Regions from separate parts of the Sus scrofa genome. Here region 2 is linked to region 1. A link is a contact called in public HiChIP or PLAC-seq data. All regions are on one chromosome and are shown on one strand. Each heading gives the region's core, a stretch centred on a gene start, on an enhancer-like site or on the middle of the called end of the contact. The rest is flanking DNA. Distances are from core to core; before and after follow the strand shown.

Region 1 (3,168 bases), core at 344-2,843:
AGGAGAATGGTAACAGAAAGGGACGACATATTCCCCTGGAGACTTAGATGTCATTTCTTGGGAAAGCAAACCCAGGAAATAAAGGGGGCCAAAAAGGAGTGAGGAGAGTGGAGTGGAATGGACTGGAGAGCCTTTGGATGCTCAGAAGTCTCCTTCAGGAAAAGCAGAAGCGAAGAGGGGAAGGGAGGGGGCGGGCGAAGCAGGAGAAGCAACTTTGCCCTTATTTGGTCAAAGGTTCTACAGGAGTTGTTAGGGGCCCGGACGCCTGGGTCTCTAAGTAACCTTGAGTTCAGGTCCAGGTATCTGTGCTCTAAGAGGAGGAAGCAAGATGTCTGGGGGCATTCCGGGAAAGTTGAAAAACTTTTGGAGGGGGCCTGGGGCTAGACCCAGCAAGCCAGCTCTCGGGTCTTGATACCCCAGGGAAACTCTCTCCCCTCCCCCTTACACCCCAAATCCCCACATCCGGTCCCCTCCCGCCCGGAAATCCCCTTCCCCCCCTTTCGAACTTCCGCTCCCCCTCCCCACTTCCGGGCAGTGTGGACTGGGGAGGTGGTGAGGGGACAGCAGAAGTCATCCCTTACTCCTTCACTGATAATTCAGTCCTAGAACTTCTCACAAAGTTCCCCTGCTCCAGGCCCCGCCGGATGGCGGGAAGGGAGGGCGAGGGGACTTCCGGGATCGGTCTCACAGGAATGTTGAGTCTAACGTGCCGACTGCGGGGGGGCGGAGGGCGTGAGGCGGCCTAGCCCTCTCTAACGGAGCTGGGAGGGGCAGGGAGCGCAGAGGACGGGCATGGGACCTTGGCCACGCGAGCCGGGCTCCCACCGCATAAGGAGGAACAATGGTGGAGGGGGCGCGAGCAGGCGGGCGGAAGTGGAGCTCAGGGTCCAGGGGTCCCCGAGTCCCTTCTCAATCACAATCCCGGGTTGAAACTGCAGCGTGTGCCCGCCCCGCCCTGGAGGAGACGGAAGTGGGCCGCCGCACCGGGCGGCGCGCCCCTCCCCGCCCTGTGCCCCGGATGTAACGCCCCGTCTCGGAGAGCGGGGCCGGCGGGCTGGCCGGGCGCCGCCGCCCGGGACGTACGACTCGGGGGGCCCCGGGACGGACCGGCTCACGTGCAGCCACCATTCGCGCCACTTCCAGGGCCAGGAGCGACCACGGCTTTTCGCTGCGCTCTCCAGAGCGTGCCCGCCCCCACCCAAGTCCCTCCCTCAGGGTCCAAGCCCGGCCAGTTCCCCAGACCCCGCAGGCCTCGCAGTACCGTGATGTTGACGAAGGTTTTCCCGGGGACGGCGGCCCAGACGGAGGGCGAGTCCTTATAGCCCACGATGGCCGCGTCCTGACAGGTCCCGTCCGCCATGAGGTTGTCGATGTAGGCGTTCCACCCGGCCATGGCGCTGCTACTGGGGCTGCTCTCGGGGCTACTGCTGGGGCCGCGGGTTGGGCTCGGGCTGCCTCGGACTGGCGGGCGGGGGAAGGCAGAGAGCTTGGGGCACGCGCTGCCGTCCGGACCGCGGCTCTGCTAGCTGTGCAGCAGCCCTCGCACCGCCACTTCCTGCTCCTCCCCACCCCCCTAGATTTTTATTTGCAAAGGGCGGTGGGGGCGGGGCCTACTCCTCATCCCCTCCCTCCTCCTTCTCGCCTGCCCAGATACCGAACTTTGCAAATGCAATTTAAAAAATCCCTCCCCCTATTGCAAAATTTGCCGAGTTCGATGGGAACCGACGCTGAAAGGATGGGAGGCGGGGGGGTTAGAGTTGGGGCTCGCGCCAATTTGCATAGAATATTAGACTTTGGTGTAGGGAAAGAGAGTGAGCCAGAGGGAGGAAGGAAAGTGAACGGAGAAAGAACTAGCGAGCTGCAAATTTAGCAGATTAAGAGGGTTCGGGGAACTCAGGGTTAAACGGAACGACTCCCCCTTCCCCCACCTCTGCTGTGGGGTTGCGGGGGGAGGAACGGCAGGCGGCGGCAGCGCGTGCGCCCGCGCCTGCGCCGGGGCAGAGAGCGAGAGCGCGTGGGGCGGTTAGGGCCGGCCGCCGGCTTCGCGGGCGCGCGCCGGGGCGCGCCGGGCCGGGCCGAATTGGACCCCCAGCGAAGGAAGGCGGGCCGGGGACGTGTCTGCTGCTGGGCGGAAGGGGCGGGGGTGAGGCGCGCACGTTACCGCTTCTGCACTCTTGATTTTATTTATTCAAGAAATAAAGGCAGTAAAGGGAAATTTGACAAAATACCCCGACCATTTTCCAAGTTGAAGGCGCCCACCGGGGACACTTCTGTCCTCAGCATCTGCACGGCGGCATAAGTTGCACTCGCTGGAGCCCACCCGACTCCACGGGGATTATCCCTCGCGCTGGATCAGCTCCAGCCTTAGGCCTCACTCCATGACTGTGCCCCGGTCAGCAGTTTGGGTCGCCGTCCGTCCCCCTTACCCTGTCTCTGCAGAGGTCACTGAGCCTCGGCGCCCGCGGGGCGCGGCGGGCGGGCCTATTTTTCAAGGCGGAAGAATACTAGGGTTTCAACATGCAACTTTTTCAAGAAGAGGAAAGTCCCTTCTACCCTGGCCCCCTGGGCCTTTTTCCTCTTCTTTTTTCAGTAAAACTTATGCTAAGAAATTGTGTGCGAAGAGTTCGTTCGCCGCCCGCTGGGAAGCGGGTGGGGTTAGGACCCGGCTTAGGTGAACCAGCCCCGGCTGGCCGCCGGGTCCGCTGAGGGGCTTGGCCGCTTCCGGTCCCTCGGGGGAGGGGCGCCTCCCGGGCGTGAAGGGGCTTCGTACCTTCCCCGTCCCCCCCAGAGGGGTGCGGTGCTCCCGAGGCCGCTGCGAACCCTAAAGGCACCCGCCGCCCCCCGAGCCTGGTTCCTCGACAGCCGCCGTGGCTGAGTCACTGGCCGGCCCGGGCGGGGCCGCACGCGGGCACGTGGCGGCGCTCCCCGCCCGCCGTCTCCTGACCTCTGGCCTGCCGCACCCCCTACCCCAGGGTGGAAATCTCCCGAGAGGGAGCGGCCAGAGATAAGGGGGGGGTGAGATGGAAGACGGGAGTAGGGATCCTGGGGTGGGGGCTGGGAGACCGACCCCGCAGGGCAGGCGGGGTGGGGAGGAGAGCTCGGGAAAGGGCCGGGGGTGAGTCACCAGGCGCTGGCCGCTCCGGCGCCTGCGGGAAGGACCTCCGAATC
Region 2 (3,156 bases), core at 477-2,976, 610 kb before region 1:
AGGCTGCCTGCTTTGCCTGGCAGGTCCAGCTGGGTCGGGAGGAGGCAGCTCAGCTCCTCTGACCCTGGGGGGATTAGAGAGATTAAAGTGAGAGAAGAGAGAGATGTCCGAGGGACCCAGAGGTGAAAAACAGGAGTCCTTGTGAAGGAGAGGCCTGGGGGGAGAGGGTGGGCCTGGGGGTCCTTGTCCTGGACCTCTCCAGAGAGTCTGGGGTGAGAGAGCAGAGATAAGAGGCGGAGGTGAATGTGTTGGCGCCTCGTGGCTGGCTCCCTTGTCCCAATCCTCCCTCATTTGCATTTCACCAGCTCCCAGGTCAGCCCTCTGGCTCCTGGCCCCCCCACTATTGCGATGGGCACCCCCTCTCCTCACGGTGCTGCACAGTGACCTCTTCCAGGCCTTGCTGGGTGAGTAGCCCCGATTTTCCGAGGGGCAGCCGTGGAAAGGGCTGGCCTGGGGGCTGCTTGGGAGTCTGGAGATCTTTTGGTAGCTGCAGGAGCCCCAGGCAGGGGTCCTCCATCAGCGTCCACCAGCCCGGGCTGGAGGGGTTCCTCCCTTAGCGGGCAGACGGAGGTGAGGTGATGGCAGGGGCGGCCAGAGAGGCAGGGGGTGGGCGAGGTAACTCGGTGGTTCTGTTCCTGTGACAGACATCCTGGACTATTATGAGGCTTCCATCTCAGAGAGCCAGGTAAGGGGGTGAGGGTGGGGGCCCGACTTCCCGAGGGAGCAGGCAGGGCTGGAGGGGTGCGCAAAGCACTGCTACTATTACCCTGAGACTTGGGGGCCCTGGGACCACGGCCGGAGTCAGGCGCCCCTGCAGCCCCCTCTTCACCTGCCCCAGCTGCAGGCCCCAAAGGGTCCAGGACTCAGTCACTCTTGAGGCTTCCTCCTGTGCGTCTGAGGGAGCTGAGGCCCCCAGGGACTCCCTCGTGCCTGGCCCTCCCTCCCTGCCTGCCCCGAGCACAGCCTCTCTCCAGCGGCCCCGCCACCCTGGCGGCTCCCAGCCCATCTCGGGCTGCTTCCTCCTCCCTGGCTCTGCTGTCAGCGCTGGTGGCTCTGGCCAGGCCTCCATGTTGGCCTCAGGGCCTCTCCGCTCCTGCCTCCATCTCCTTTCCCATTATCCGGGTTCCTGCCAGCGCGGAAGGAGTTAAGCCTGCCAAGGCACCCCCCATTCTGCTCCTCGATCGCTCCCTCCCTCCCCCTGCTTCCTCTCTCCTCCTCTCTCCCCTTCCCTCCTCGGCTCCACGGCTCCCTCGGCCGCTGCCGCCTCCGACCCCCCCACCCCACTCCCCCGCCACGGCCCCGAGCCCCTGGCCGTTAGGCAAGACCCCCCCTTACCCCGGGGCTCCCCGAAATCCAGCTCCCCTCCCCCACCTCAGCTCATGCCCCAGCCCCCGAACTCCGGGGCTGCCAGCCCCCGGTGCCCCCGCCCCTCCTGAGAATCGGGGTGTGCTCCCCAAGCCCCCTCCCCTCCACTGGGGACCCCCTTTTAGGGCCCCCTTCCCCTCCCTCCCACGCTCCCCTCCCCTCCCCTTCTCCAACCCCCTCTTTCCCCTCTCACCCCTCCCCCCATCCTGGCCCCCCCTGCAAAAGTGGGGTGCGGAGGGGGGAGGGGTGAGAACCCAGGGAGGGGAGGAACGAAACTCCGATGAAGTCAGAGCCCCTTACCCGCCGCCGCGGCCAGGCCCCCCAACATGGACTGTCTCTGTATAGTGACAACCAAGGTAAGCCGTGATGGGGGGGCCAGTCACCTGGGGGGAGGGTGAGAGTTTGTGGGGAGGGGTTTGTCAGGCCTAATCTGCCGCCCGGGGGCCCTGGCGTGAGAGCATCCGAAGATGGATTTGGGGGTCATAATTTAGTTTGGGGGTTCACGGCTGAGAAAATGCTGGGTTTGGCCACAGGTGCCCCCTGGAGTGATCCCTTTGTACCTGGGGAGAAATGGAAAATAGGGGGTATTCTGTGACTTGGGGGCTGGTGGATTCTGAGCTTCACCAGTGATGTTTGAGGGAGACTTATTTAAGGAGAAGCCTGGCTCACATGGGAGTCCTGCCCGGTGTGTGTTAGAAGAGGGGCTCTGCGTGGGGGGTCCCCTTCTCCCCTGGGAGACAAACTGGTCTGCAGGTGTCTTGTCCAATTTCAGGGGGGCTCCTGGCTTGGGGGTAGGAGGTTACTGGTTGTGAGGGCCTGACTGGTCTGGGGGTGTCAGCTGGCACGGAAGGGGAAGGCCTTCAGGTTATAGAAGAAGCGTCTCGTGGTAGATACATTTGGGGGTGCTCTCATTTTGGGGGAGCAGTTAATTTAGGGTTCCAGCTTACGGAATGGGGATAGTTGGGAGTTGTCAGCGAGCTAGGGCCTGACATAGGATCACCTGAGGGAAGGGACCAGGTGAGGTTAGGATTGGGGGTGCTCCCTTGGGTGGTGGAAGGTTGCAGCAGCTGAGGCTGGCAGCTCCTGAGGAGGAGGAGGAGGAGAGGTTTGGGGAGAGAGGGGATTTGAGGAGGGGGACCAGGTGCATGGTGCAGAATTTGGGGGTGGCCCAGGCAGATGCCCATCACCCCCATCTCCTCCCACACAATATCTACCCCTGGTTGAGAAAGAGGGAGAAGAGCAGGTGGAGGGGATGTTCCTGTTACCCCTGACCCTTGGGATAAAGGTGGGGGAGGACACCTGGATTTAAGGTTACTGGGGTGAGAAGGAGTCAGAGGAGGGCCGGGCTGGCAGCCGGGAAGATCCGTACAAGGCTATCCCTGTGGTTGGAGTGCCAGAGATCCTGGCTGGCAGAGCTAGCAAGCTCCTGGTGGGATGCAGAATACCCTGGTCTTGGCTCTAGGACTCTGGGACTGGGAGGCTGGATGCCTGGTGTGTGGAGGGAGGCTTGGGCGGGTGGCAGGCAGCTGGGGGTTGGGGGGTGGGACAGGAAGTGGGGGCCGGGGAGGCGGGGTCTGGGTGAGTCACAGGCTGGGGAGGGGGTTATATTTAGTGGGAACTGCAGATTCTCAGGGGAGGGAGCTGAGGACACACATGTTCCCTGCCACAAACTCACACATGTGTGTACACATGCGTCTATACATGCCTCGCTCATGTGTGAGCTTGGACAGAGGCGACTGGGAGCGGAGGACCTTTAGGTCCCAGCCCCGACCCCCTCTCCAGAGCTACTTG

Evidence for each region. HiChIP or PLAC-seq counts read pairs in DNA pulled down with a chosen protein or histone mark.
Region 2: an H3K27ac HiChIP or PLAC-seq map of alveolar macrophages shows a contact between it and region 1. The contact joins the promoter of ACADVL here to the promoter of PFN1 in region 1. A contact is called at or near these places in 1 of 5 promoter capture datasets (fetal liver) and 1 of 2 datasets of contacts at active chromatin or transcription factors (alveolar macrophages).

What each region holds. Positions count from the first base shown.
Region 1 is chr12:51,961,067-51,964,234 of Sscrofa11.1, reverse strand. It overlaps PFN1 (profilin 1), which reads right to left and starts at 1,593. Exons shown (of 3, transcript NM_001244416.1): 1 at 1,262-1,593. The coding sequence starts at 1,393.
Region 2 is chr12:52,572,091-52,575,246 of Sscrofa11.1, reverse strand. It overlaps ACADVL (very long-chain specific acyl-CoA dehydrogenase, mitochondrial), which reads right to left and starts at 1,726. Exons shown (of 20, transcript XM_021067809.1): 1 at 1,666-1,726. It overlaps DLG4 (disks large homolog 4), which reads left to right and starts at 1,226. Exons shown (of 20, transcript XM_003481294.4): 1 at 1,226-1,721. The coding sequence starts at 1,692.